Linked DNA regions of Sus scrofa: all the other regions are linked to region 3. Evidence: chromatin contacts called from public Hi-C and HiChIP or PLAC-seq data. All regions are on one chromosome and are shown on one strand. Each heading gives the region's core, a stretch centred on a gene start, on an enhancer-like site or on the middle of the called end of the contact. The rest is flanking DNA. Distances are from core to core; before and after follow the strand shown.

Region 1 (4,231 bases), core at 177-2,676, 150 kb before region 3:
GAAAATCACTAATAATTTCAAAAATGTGTTTTCATGCCATATGCCATTTAGGAGCTTTTCCTCCACCATGCAAGGGGGCGGGGGTGGGAGGGCAATGTAAGTGATGTGTGTGCTTTTATACTTCACCAAGGGCCTCTGCCTCCCGGCCACACTTTAAAAATCTTTCTAAGCTGTGTTTTACTAATAAGTGGTGTCCAAGAAGCCAGATAAAAATCCACTCACAAATGCTGGGTTCTGCAGAGACCAAGATGACAGTGTAAACACGGATGGGAAAACCAAATAGTTCTGTTGTCAGGGGCGCTTAAACAATTAGGAGAACCTGTAATATGAGCCCTTTCCCCCTGGGGTTTGCTCTTGGTACTTTCTCAACAAACTGTACAGAGCAAAAAGGCGGATGTTTATATATACATTAAAGAAAGGGCAAAAAGAGTTTGTTATTTAACCAAAGTTGTCAGTTATGTTTAGTCCTGGAACAAATAGGTGGTTGTAATTTTAAAAGCCGTTGCTTTGCGAAGGTTCCTTAACAAAATGAAATGTTCCCATGCGGTGAGAAAATTCTTCCTAGTTGGCCTCATTCTTAGAGGGCAAGACCCTCATCTCCGTCCTCCTGTGGGGCCTAGGAAACCTGTGCTCCTCAGAAGCTGGGGGGCCTTCCTCTTCCCCCTCCCATTCTTTTTCCTTTACTTGCAAGTCTCCTGGCCGCCCCACCTCGCCTCTCGCAGGTGTCTGCTACGTTTGCATTGTCCCCCATCTCCTCCCCTCCCGGAGCCCTTTCTTCTCCCCCCCACTGGCTTCTCTCCCCCTCGGCAGCCTCATCTCTCAGCCTCCCCGGCCTCACCTCTCCTCCCCTCCTCTCTCCCTTCTCGTCTCGGCCTCTCCCCTTCCCCTCGACGCTCCCCCCACCCCCACGCCGGCCCCCTCCTCTCCCCGTCCCCTCCTCCGTCCCCTCTGCCCGCCCGGCCTCTCCTCCCCTCCCCTGACGCCCTCCCGGGCCTCTGCTCCTCTCTCCCTACAGCCTCGTCGCCCCACAACAGGAAGCCCGACCCCGGCGGCGGCCCGAGCGCTGAAGAGACACCGGGGCCCCGGGCGCAGCCGGTCCCCGAAACCCAACGGCGGCCGCGCGCAGCCGACGCCGCTCCCCGCGCCTGGTCGGACCTGCGGCGCCGGAAGCCCCCCACGCCCGCCGAGAACCGGGCCGGCTTCCGGGAGGCAGCGCGCGCGGCCGCCGACCCGCCGAGCCCGCGCCTCGCGCAGGCCGAGAACCGCGCGTCACCGCGCCGCGTGCCCGCGCTGGACGACTCCCCGCGGCGCGCGCGCTCCCGGCACCTGCGCCTCCCGGCCGCGCGAGCTCCCGCGCGCGCCGCCGAGGCCCCCGCCGACCCCGCCTACCTCAACCGGCCGCGCGCCGCCGCGCCGCTCCCGGAACCCGCGCCCGCGCCGCCGCCGCCGCGCCCGCCGCGGACGGAGGACGCCGAGCCAGGCGCCGAGCCCTGCGCGCGCGCCTGCGGGGCGGACCTGGACGTGCGCGAGTCCTACTGCGCCAGCGAGTTCGGTGAGCCCCGCCCGCCGCTCCTCCCGGGCCCGGACGGCCGAGCCCCGGCCGCGGGGAGAGCCTTTCCGAGCCGAGGGAGTCGGGCTGTACACCGGGATCCTAAACCAAACCCTAGAGAATCCCACCCGCTCGGTCCTGCAGGCCCCAGAGCCGTGTGGACTATTTCGCGATTTGTTAAAAACGCTCTGGGGAGAGAAAGAGGAAGGGAGCGCTCTGTATTTCTCCAAACTCTTTGTTTTTTGCAAGCAGCAGTGAACGGAATCGTGCATGATGTGGACGTGCTCGGCACAGGGATCCGGCTGGTGACTCTGCTGGTGGACCGGGACGGGCTGTACAAGATGAGCCGCCTGTACATCACTCCGGACGGGTTTTTCTTCCGAGTCCACATATTAGCCCTGGACACCTCCAGTTGCAATAAGCCATGTCCAGAATTTAAACCTGGTATTGAAACTAAGTGACCATTTTATATTTATGACACCATTGAATATGCCGGAGCCTGGTCTCTGTCGGTCACCCTAGTACCTTTTACGGGGAGAGGGGTATTCTTAGAATTTAGACGACAGGTATTATTTCGGGGATTTAAATTCTGGGATTTAAATTCCATCAGCGCACACCTTCCTCCCGCGCCACCGGCTAAAGATGGGAACTGCACGGGCTGGCACAAAGCAGACACTCAATAAATGTTTGTGGACAAATGAAGGGAACGATGAAACACCGTTGCCAGAAGGGACGCCTACGGGGCCATTTAAACTGAGTGTAGAAGCGTCTTTTTTGGGGGGCGGGTGCTGCGCACTGCCACGTCTTTCTAGAGGTGTGCTCGGTAAAGTCCTGCTGATATGTTGTGATTAGGAACTTTGCTCCTAGTGTTGGCTGTTTACAGGCTGGGTAATCTGATTATTCTATAAAGGTCACTAGGCTGTCTCTGTTGTTTGAGGGTTAAATAAATGTCTGAGATGCACCATGTGCAGCAAGATAACAGATTCAAGCTTAGGCGTTTCTTAAAGTCCTTATTCCATTTTCACATTGTTTCGTGGCATTTTTGAAGATACTATGAATTTACATGTTGGCTTTTTTTTTTTTTTTCTTTCCCCCCCCAGGCAGCAGGTATATTGTGATGGGCCACATCTATCATAAAAGAAGGCAGCTACCTACAGCTCTGCTTCAGGTCCTGAGGGGGCGCCTCCGACCCGGAGATGGACTAGTCAGGAGCAGCAGCAGCTATGTGAAAAGATTTAACCGAAAAAGGGATGGGCAAGTGCAAGGAGCAATTCACACCCAATGCATGTGAAACATTCCAGCCTGGCTCTTCTGGTTCCTCAAGAGACTTGGATTTCAGCAACAAGACGCGAAAGGCCTAGCATCACGTCATGGGGTTTTTCCCTTAGAATAGGGCACACGGCTCCTTTATGAACTAGTTGTGAAGTGCTGACTCCAATCTTGAAGTGGTCACTTTTTTATTTACACAATGCTTCTTAAATGGTAGGCTTCTGAGCTCCAGTGGTAAAGTTATTCAACTGTAGTGCCAGTTATTCCCACAGCCCAGATAACTGACCTGTCCAGTTAACAGATCACTGCTTCGTGTTGTTTATGTTAATTATTTTAATTTAAATACATTCTTGAGTAGAAATAGTTCACAAAAACATTTCCTCGGTTTTAAATATACAATTGTTGAATAGTTTATATCATGTATCAAACCAAATTTTATACTAAAACCGTCACATTTTGAATTCTGTACATAACAGTAAGTGCACTAGTCAGACGTAGGACATGTCAGATCACGTTTAGATCAAACACACAAGTCACAGCCCAAGACAAGTATTAAAGCTTTACACCTAAAGAGGACTGATGGGCTTAATTCAGGCAAACAAGTGTTTGTTCAAACAAATGTTCCTGATGTACCAAAATATAAGATAGTTTATTTCCATGCCTCCCTGCTTCAAAAATCATGTTTTGTGCCATACTGGCAGCTATCTCAGTGCCAAACATTCTGGGTGTATCTGATGTCATTTTTCTCTTAAGACCAGGTATCATGTTTGTGTTTGTAAAGCAGTAAATCTTGCCTTGAAATCAGATCTTGGATGCAGCTGGTTTTTTAGCTTCACGGACCCCAAAAAGTTTGAGGGAAAAAAAGCATTTCTCAAACGTACTCCAAAAACTCTGGAACTGATATTTAATAACAGCTTGCAAGCATGTGAATTTCAAACATTTCCCATTTGGCTTGAAAAGATTTAATCACTCACTGACTTTAATATTGATTTTATACCTGAGTCCACAAAGACGTTACTTTATTCCGAAGACCAAGCTGTGCTTCAGTTAATATGAAACTGTGAATAAAGACACTGATAATCCATGGTTGAATTGAAGATTTTACTGCCTAAACAAAGAGAAACAGGAACTGCACTGAGGAGAGAAAAACAGCCCGTTTGGTCTCAAAGCAGATGCACTGAAGAGCTCAAGCTGTGTCATTAAGTCTGTAATGGCACAGCCTCTAATCGCCTCGCAGAAGCCCTGTATATATATATATATATATATATATATATATATGCACAGGGTGTCAGGACAGGACGGAGACGTCACAGCATAAGATGTGACATCTGATTGAGATGGGGCATTGTTGCCTTGTTTGTCCCAGAGGGCAAAAAAGGTAAAAGTTGAGAGGTTCTGATTATTCCGTGGTAA
Region 2 (4,795 bases), core at 2,130-4,629, 170 kb before region 3:
CTTGCTCAGTGGGTTAAGGGTCCGGCGTTGCCGTGAGCTGTGGTGTAGGTCGCAGACGCGGCTCAGATCCCTCGTTGCTGTGGCTCTGGCGTAGGCCGGTGGCTACAGCTCTGATTCGACCCCTAGCCTGGGAACCTCCATATGCCGTGGGAGCGGCCCAAGAAATAGCAAAAAGACAAAAAAAAAAAAAAAAAAATTATCAAAGTTTCTTAAGATGATTAAAGCAACATTTTAGGTGTTTGTGGGGTTTTTTTTTTTGCTTTTTAGGGCTGCACATGCAGTATATGGAAGTTTCCCAGCTAGATACTGAATTGCTGCAGCTGCCAGCCTACACCACGGGCACAGCAATGTGGGATCCAAGTGCATCTGCAACCTACACCACAGCTCATGGCCACACGAAATTCTGAACTTACTGAGTCAGGAGAGGGATTGAACCCTCGTCTTCATGGACACTAGCTGGGTTCATTACTGCTGAGCCATGACGGGAACTCCAGGAAATTTTTTAGGTTAATAGTATGTGGCATAGAAAGAAAGGAAGGATAAAATTAGGAAAGTACTGGTGTGCCCGACGTGGCTCAGTAGTTAACGAATCCAACTATGAACCATGAAGTTGTGGGTTCGATCCCTGGCCTTGCTCAGTGGGTTAAGGATCTGGCATTGCCCTGAGCTGTGGTATAGGTCGCAGACGCGGCTCAGATCCTGTGTTGCTGTGGCTCTGGCATAGGCCGGTGGCTACAGGTCCAATTCGACCTCTAGCCTGGGAACCTCCATATGCCGTGGGAGCGGCCTAAGAAGTGGCCAAAAAAAAAAAAAAAAAATTAGCAAACTACTGAAAATGCTTCAGGAGGAAAAAGATCTGACTTTTTCCTTTTTTTTAAAGCTGCTGACAAGTACAAAAAAATAGAGAATACTTTAAAAACAAACAAACAAAAAAAAGAATTCAAGAAAGAGTTGCCTTCTGCTGTAGCAGGTTAAAAGCTGGCATTGTCACTGCAGTGGCTTAGGTCCAATCCCTGGCCTAGTAACTTCCACATGCCACAGGCAAGGCCAAAAAAAACAAAACAAAACTGGAGTTCCCATTGTGGCTCAGCAGAAACAAATCTGACTAGTACCCATGAGGATGCGGACTCATCCTTCTTAGCCTCCTTCAGTGGGTCGAGGAATCTGGCATTGCCATGAGCTGTGGTGTAGGTCACACATGGGTGTGGTTAGGCTGGCAGCTGTAGCTCCAATTCGACCCCTAGCCTGGGAAATTCCATATGCCAAGGGTGCAGCCCTAAAAAGCAAAAAAAAAAAAAAAAATCAAGAAAGACAAAGGTAGAAATAAGTTGGTCCTGCACACACTTTCACTTAACACTTGAATGACCAGGTCAAGGTCCGAAGCTGACAGCTAGAAATGCAGGTAGTCTTGAAGGGAGATCAGAGCCAAAGACAATCTTGGAATCAACTTTAGTAGATTATTAAGTGTGGGAAGGAAAGAAGACAGCTCACTAGAATTACTGACTGGGAGCACAAAAATAAAAGATCTTCACATTTGATAGTTAAGACTATAAAGCTAGGAATGTTATTTAAATTTCTAAGAAAAGACCCATATTGATTTTCTGGGTTTACCATAATCACAAGCTGAAATATCCTTACCTGGTTATTGCGGTTTTCCTGCAGTGGAGAAGTAGCGTCATCAGGAAAAGAGCTGACATTTCTCCTTTTCAGCATCTGGTCATCCTTCTTAGCTTTCCTCAGCTCCACATTAACTTCTATTCGGCGCCGCCTCATTTCCTTGAGAGAAAATTACATATCATTTCACCTATTACACCAGTTTTTGTTGCCAAGTGATGGCATTTTTTTCAAATTCCTTCAAAGTTTTGACCCCTTCAAATATATTGCCATTTAAAAAATACCACAGGAAAGCAACAGAAAGTACTCACTGTACTGTCTTTCCCCTTGTTCTTGAATCTGTTAAGGCGGGCAGCTGGTGAATTAGCATTCTCATTGGTGGACATGGTTATGAGACAAAGGGAGGGAGGTATCTATAAGATGAGGGAGAGAAAAAAAATTCCCTTTTATCATTTTGATTGGCAATACGGTAAGCATCAAGGGAATTATCGAAAACATATTGAATCCACACTTTTGTAATGGAAGAGGAACTTCCTTTTTCAGCACTATGTAGTTTTAGCCAAAGGATATTTGGCCCCTCCCCTCCGAAGGGCTGAGACTTCCTGGAGCAGTGCTGTCCATCAGAAATATAAAGCAAGCAGCCTAAATTTAAATTTCCTAGTAGCCACATTTTGTTTAAAAAAAGTAACAAGAAACAAATGAAATTAATTTTAATATTTAACCCAACACATCCAACATATTCTCATTTCCACACGTTAAAATATCAAAAAAATTACTGAGATATTTCACATTCTTTTTTCCTACCAATTCTTCAAGATCTGTACTTTAAGCTTACAGCACAACTCGATTCAGACTAGCCACTTGCGTCTGGCGACTACCGCACTGCACAGAGCGGCTCTAGACTCTATAGAGGATCTACAAATACTTAACTGAACTCGGAGTAGGGGGACTGAGCTTATAGGTAAAATCTTTGTCCTAGGGGCCATAAATTCAGATCCTCTGGAGGCTCCACTGTCTTTAAATGGCCTAACAGGTACATTCTCCACAGTTGAAAGTTGTTAAAAATCTGACTCATCATTACGTTATGGAGTCTTTCATAAAATGTCCTGTCCACACTGAAAACTCGCGACGCAGTTCTTCATCTTCAGCATCTCGCACACTTTCGAGGAATTCCGAGTGAATGCACCAAATTAGGTTGATATCCCCAGCTGTGCTTCACTCAGACGTGGCTACTTAAGCGCACTCCCCAAAAGATCACAAAAGGAAAAGTCCTCCTAAGGGGGGGAGGGGGCTATCTTTAATTTCATTTTGTTCTTTTACGAAATAGTGACACAACCAACCCAGGGCCGACGTGTTTTAAGAGACAGCACTTCCAACTGCCACCTCCATCTCCAGTCCCTTCCCCTGCTCCCCCCTCCCCGCCCCATTTCGGGGAAGGAGCAGCCGGGAACTGACGGAGGAGGAGCCAGAGGCGCCCGGCAACCTACTTGGGCTTTCGCCCTCGGGCCTCACTCTGATTCTCGAGTAAATGCCATTGCGGCGGTTTGCAGAGCCTCGGGCCCTAAAACCCAAGCACCCGCATCCCCAAACACCCGTCTCGTAAACGAACGACCCCAAAGGCCTCGTCAACCAAAGAAGCCAAAGCTAGGCCAGGCGTATAGCCCGGGCCTTCCCTCCCGCCACCCACAAGCCGAGCCCGGCCTACAGGCCAGCCGTTGCCACTCAGGCCGGACTGCGGCCTAGGTTCGTACCTACACAGCCGGCTCAGGCTTCCACAGGAGGCGGTCAGGGGCGCTCAGGCTGCGGCTCAGGGTCTCTCAAAACGTCCACCACGGTCAGCGCGAGGACAGTGTGGCTCGTGCAGCCGGCGCGATTTAAATTTCCCGGTGGCTCCGCATTCCGATTGGCTGGTTCGAGCTTATGCTAGACGTCCATTGGTGGATTTGAAAAACACGTTGGGAGGGGTCAGAGGGCCCAGAAGATACGATAGCATCGCGAGATGAGGGAGCGGCCGGGCGATCCCAGAGCGCCCCGCAGTTCGGAGGCGGCAGCCTTCAGGTCCCGGCGTGCAGCGCGAAGGGCTAGTTTCCAGCCCGCCTTGGCCATAGCCTCGGTCCTTTACCGAGGGTTTACTCGTGTACAGTGGTTGGTCGTTACCCTTGGCGTCTGCCTTAAGAGAACCACAAATGATTCCCCAAATAATTTTTAAAATTTCGATATAGAAATACATTGCTATGTATTTTTTTCTCTGATAGGACTCAGAAGAAAAAGGCCACCAAAGGTTAGCAGGGCCACCAAGGAGGGGATGGATAAAGCAGATTTGTGCTGCACTTTTTAGTTTAGTTTTTTTTTTCTTCTAACTTGCATCATAAAAGACTGCATAGACGGCACAAGTAATGGTAACAAAAGGTTTACTACATCTGTTTCTCCAGTCTTATTTTTTATTTTCAAATACAAAAGAACTATAAATCTTTATGCATATTTGCCAAGTGTTAACATTTGCCACATTTACTATTTCTTTCTCTGTGTAAATACCCACACGTACTAGTAGGCCCATATGCATAGCTTTTACATGATACTTTTCAACCTTTTGAAGGGTAAGTTTGAGAAATCATGTCCCTTTATCCCTAAATATTTTGGGTTGCACCTTGGAAGGATAAGGACATTCTGTTATATAACCACTCCACAATCATCAAATTCAAGACATCTGAACTTCGATGTGATTTATTATATAGTCCATGTTCAAATTTTGTCAGTTGTTCCAGTAATGACTTATGCTACAATTTATACATTTCTGAATAAAATGCTTGCATTTTCTTGTAATTTTTAAAAAAGCATCAGTGATGGTTCTCGTAATGTCAGTGTTATAGGCCACTTTGTTTTCATAATTTTTCCGTATTCTGAAAAGGGTATTTTTAAGAAAAGCTGTATTGGTTTTGTTGTTTGTGTGTTTTTTACTATAAATTCAAACAATGGTCTTCGTCTCTTCTTGCAGGCATTTTTGCCAGCTTCATGCACTGTGTAGCAGCCAAGGGAATCACAGGAGGTTGTCTCCTCTCACCTACCCAATCAGTATAATCCTATCTGCCCAAATGCGAAAACGTGGAAGGAATTCACCTGTAAACCAGTCACTGCAAGGCATTCCCTTTGCTACAATGAATGGCTCAGGGGCAGTCATCTG
Region 3 (4,175 bases), core at 1,350-3,849:
TGCAAGACACTGTACCAGGAACTGTAGGGGGTATAAGGTTAGCATAAGGGTATATAATCCTTAGTTTCACATAACGACAACGCATGTCATCAGGAAAAACAAAGTGTCGTGAAAAATACATAAAGATAAAAGCATCTTTTTAAAAAAGGAAATCTAGCCAAAAGTGTAATTTAACTCAGCACATACAGGGCTCTCAACCCTAAATATTATTTGCAAGGCCTTCAAAGAGGAGTTCAAGTTAGCTGAAGCGCCCTGCCAAAATGCCTTAGCACTGTCTAATCTGAAAACCTTGCTCCCATAGTATAATTTACTCTCCACGGGTGTTTCAATTCCGGGTTCTTGGTAGAAAAGGCCACATGCGACTTCTTAAGGGAAAAACTACTACTATAAAAGATGTACTGAAATTAAGTTGGAAAGAAACGAAAAACGGTGTGCAGTCCCTTCTACATACAAGGCATAAACACTTGACACTTGACTCACTCCCTGCGCATTCTCCTGCCAGCTTCCCTCCCACCCCCACACCAAAGACAGGCAGATATTCTAACTGTCCGGCAAAAGAAATTACCTTTTTCATTTGCTGTTAGGACAATCTAAATGGCTCAATACTCACACTCTTCCAATGCGTATTTAAGCATTTATTTAAAAAACAAAAAAACCCTGACATTTAAATTTAACCACTTCTACTATCCTAGTCTCATTTAAAAACAAATGACACACTTTAATCACTTTGTTAAGATCCTATTTCCTCACACACTTTACTTTGTAAATGCTCTTAAAACTGGATTCTAATTTGGTTAATCCAGATAAACAAAAATACAAAGGAAAATCTTGTAGGTTATTGCTATAAATTATGTTTTTTTCCGCAATTTAATAAACTGCAACTACGTGTTTAACATAGAGGAGCCATCATGTCTGTATGTTTTTTAAATAAACAACATGCATCTCAGCACCAGCCTAGAGAAATGCTGTGAGAAAACAGGAGAAGAGTCACCATGGAGGAATTCATTACAGGTCTAGGAAGGACTATTATGCCCAGAAACAGAATGAAAAGAAAAAAAATCATTTTTCCATAAATCTCCCTACATGACTTGGAAGGCTGTATGACTTGGAAGTTGGTCCAAAAGTTCATCTCCAACAATTACGTCTGCATGATCAACTATACGTCTTCTGCAACAGGTGACAGGAAACTGCATTTCTCAGGCAAAGGGATCAAATGAGTTAAGACGCATGTTCCTGCGGTCTCTTATTTTGCATTTTACCAAAGCGATTTTGAATCAGATGAAATACCAAATGTGCTTTGGTTTTCTGCTTTGCTTTTTAATCAGCCATTGACCAGCAACTGTTGCACGAGCCCACTAGCACTCAAGAATAAAAACAAACACACAGGACCAGATAAGGTCCTACTAAGCCAACTGATCCATTTCCTTAACACACTTTTAAAACCACACAGCTCGGGGTGCGAAGAGAAGCATGTCTTGTGTGTGTTTGTATGCCACAATCTGTCTAAATTCGCAATTCCTTTTTAAGGAACAGATATAGAATAAAAATCTAAAAGAAACCACATTAGAAATGCAAAGAGGTTTGCAAAACAAGAAGCTTCTTTCATTCCAAAAAACCAAACCAAAACAAGGGGGGAAAAATGAATGCAATGGATATGTGTGTGCCAAAGTTTCAATCCTGCCCGGTGGAGACACTGCACTGGCACAAATTTTTAAGAGGAAAGAGGGGGCTGGGGGGAGAGAGAGAGAGAGAGGGTAGTGTGTGGCCTGCGAACTGCAACAATGCAATCTCCATTTTGAACAATGCGCCTCTTTCCTCTTGTAAATCTAGTTTTTTGCCACTTGAAGTGCCGTCGCATTTCCCTTCTGTTTGGGGGGGAGGTGGGGGTGGGGGGAGACCACAGAGGGAGTGAGCGAGGGGGAGGGGGAGGAGGTGGGGAAGGAGTCTGCAGCAACTGGGCTGGGTGGGTACCTGGAGTGCTGCTATAGGTGCTATGGCTCCTGAAGCTGCTTTCCGTGCAGTAACTGGCGTCGTCGTCGTCGTCTTCCATCTCCTCCGGATAATCGGAGTCATCGTCGTCCTCCTCCATCTCATCTTCCTCGTCGTCCTCGGAATCCTGGGTCTCCTCGGCGTCGCCGTCGTCCTCCTCCTCCTCCTCGGAGACCATGTCCTCCTCCTCCTCCTCCTCCTCTTCGCTCTCGTGGTCATCGTACACCACTTTGTTGACGGCCCTCCGGGCCGTGGTGGTCCGGGCCAGGTGGCCGCCGCCGCCGCCCCCGCCCCCGCCCTGCCGCCCCCGCCTCCTCGCCCCCCCGGCCCGGGGCGCTGGTGCTGGGGGGGCCGGCGGCGGCGGCGGCGGCGGCGGCGGCGGCTTCCTCCGGCTACTGCTGCCCCCCCTGGGCGAGCTCAGCCGCGTCTTGGGCGCCACCTCAGCCTGGGCGGCGGCCCACCTGCCCCGGCTGCTGCCGCGGTGGCGCGAGCGGAGCCCCCCGATGGGTCCGGACGTGGGCGGCGGCGGCGGCGGGGCCGGGGCCGGGGCGCAGCGCTCCGCAGCGGGAGCCGCGGGCTGCTTGGGCGGCCTGCCCCGCCGGCCCCTCATGTCGGAGCCGAGGCGGGGGGAGAAGGGAAAGCGGAGGGGGAGGGGCGGGCGGAGGGGCGGCGGTGGGGGTTGCCGGGGCCGGGCGGGGAGGCCTGCGGGGCCGGGCGGGAGGGGCCCGGCCGGCGGAAGCGGGTGGAGGGAGAAGGCTCAATCCGAATTGCTGGGGCCCCGCTCCGGATCGCCTTCAGCCGCCATCTTGTTTCTTCCCTCTCGCTCGGTGACTGGGGGAACCGACAGCGGCCGCAGGCCCGGAGCGCGGTCACGTGAGCTGCGCCGCCGACGAGCCTGGGACGGAGCGAGGCCACGCGGCGGCCGCTAGAGGGAGCGCGGGAGCGCTGGGTCGGGGGCGGGGAGCCCGAGGCACCTCCGCGCGGCGTGGCTGGACGGCAGCCGCAGGCTCGGAGCGGAGGGCTGTTCCGTCGCGAAGTGTCCCGGGTCCAAAGCCCCGGGTGCCGTCTGCCGAACCCGAACTCACAGAGCCTCCTTCCCGGGTCTCCCCTTCCCAGCTCGGAGACGAGGGCTCGGAGGCCCCCAAATTAATCCCCCTCCTGCTCCCTGGGGAAACTGACGCAGAAAAGAGCCAGAGAGTACCGCGGAGGGAGCCGACTCAGGCGACCCGGGGGCAGGGCAGTGCCAGCACCAGAGGGAAGCCACCTCAGGGCAGGGACCCCCGGAAACATGAAACTCCTAAGACGGCTCTAGAAAGTCCTGAAATTGATCCCAATGACAACTGCTCGGGGGGGCTGTGCCGGAAGCCACGCCCTAGGCTGCCAGACCCGGACAGAGGATCGTTCTGAGACGCTCCCAAAAGCCTCCGGTGAACTCCGGAGAATGCAGCTACATTCCTGCCCCCTTCACTTTCCCAGTCCCAGCTAGAAACTCGACCCCCTCGGAAAGAACTTTTAATTTCTTATTTGCTGTAGAAAAAGGGTAACTTCCCGCCTAAAACCTACTTTAAAGTGTTGCATGCTGGTGTTATAATTTTAATCTCTTTACTTGACGATTAGTAACCATATCTCGGCTAAACCCAGGGAACGGATCATGACAATGAAATTTGAGGCATCACCAGACCAAGGCAGGGAGAATTAAGTCACATTAATATTTATTGGAACATCTGACCACCAAAAAGCGATTTAAGGAAAAATTGTGAACAGGATTCTGTGGCTTATTACAATGTAGTTAGAAAGATAGAATGCCTGTGCGAAATGAAAATACAAACATTGGAGTTCCTAGTGGCTCAACAGGTTAAGGATCCGGGGTTGTCACTGCTGGGGTTTGGGTCGCTGCTGTGGCAAGCGTTGGATCCCTGGCGGAAGAACTTATGCACACAGTGGGCAAGGCCAAACAAACATTAATTGCCAAGTTCATTTATTCAGTAAAGTTCCATTGAGGGAGTCCCTCGTAGTGAGGACTTGGTGCTCTCACTGCTGCAGCCGGGGTTCAATCCCTGATCTGGGAACTGAGATCCCAGATCAAGCCACTGCATGCTGTGACCAGAAGGAAGGTAGGAAGGAGGGAAGGAAAAGCAAAAGATGTAGTTCCACTGAGCAGCAAGAGTAGCAAACTGATGTATGCC

Evidence for each region. A called contact is a pair of places that touch in the nucleus more often than the background predicts. HiChIP or PLAC-seq counts read pairs in DNA pulled down with a chosen protein or histone mark.
Region 1: a Hi-C map of mesenteric adipose tissue shows a contact between it and region 3, with 1.7 times the contacts expected there. The contact joins the promoter of C12H17orf58 here to the promoter of BPTF in region 3. A contact is called at or near these places in 2 of 5 promoter capture datasets (fetal liver and liver), 8 of 47 Hi-C or Micro-C datasets (alveolar macrophages, fetal liver, liver and 4 more) and 2 of 2 datasets of contacts at active chromatin or transcription factors (alveolar macrophages and skeletal muscle).
Region 2: a contact with region 3 is called in an H3K27ac HiChIP or PLAC-seq map of alveolar macrophages. The contact joins the promoter of KPNA2 here to the promoter of BPTF in region 3. A contact is called at or near these places in 2 of 5 promoter capture datasets (fetal liver and liver), 8 of 47 Hi-C or Micro-C datasets (embryonic fibroblasts, fetal liver, heart right ventricle and 4 more) and 1 of 2 datasets of contacts at active chromatin or transcription factors (alveolar macrophages).

Annotation. Positions count from the first base shown.
Region 1 is chr12:14,258,874-14,263,104 of Sscrofa11.1, reverse strand. C12H17orf58 (UPF0450 protein C17orf58 homolog) reads left to right here and starts at 1,426. Exons shown (of 3, transcript XM_021068119.1): 1 at 1,426-1,552; 2 at 1,802-1,993; 3 at 2,650-3,902. The coding sequence starts at 1,891. The coding sequence ends at 2,840. LOC110256159 reads left to right here. Exons shown (of 4, transcript XM_021068075.1): 3 at 1,016-1,638; 4 at 1,799-1,807. The coding sequence ends at 1,807.
Region 2 is chr12:14,283,896-14,288,690 of Sscrofa11.1, reverse strand. KPNA2 (karyopherin alpha 2 (RAG cohort 1, importin alpha 1)) reads right to left here and starts at 3,379. Exons shown (of 11, transcript NM_001163404.1): 1 at 3,366-3,379; 2 at 1,926-2,027; 3 at 1,639-1,776. The coding sequence starts at 2,000.
Region 3 is chr12:14,111,367-14,115,541 of Sscrofa11.1, reverse strand. It overlaps BPTF (nucleosome-remodeling factor subunit BPTF), which reads right to left and starts at 2,599. Exons shown (of 31, transcript XM_021068118.1): 1 at 1,972-2,599. The coding sequence starts at 2,599.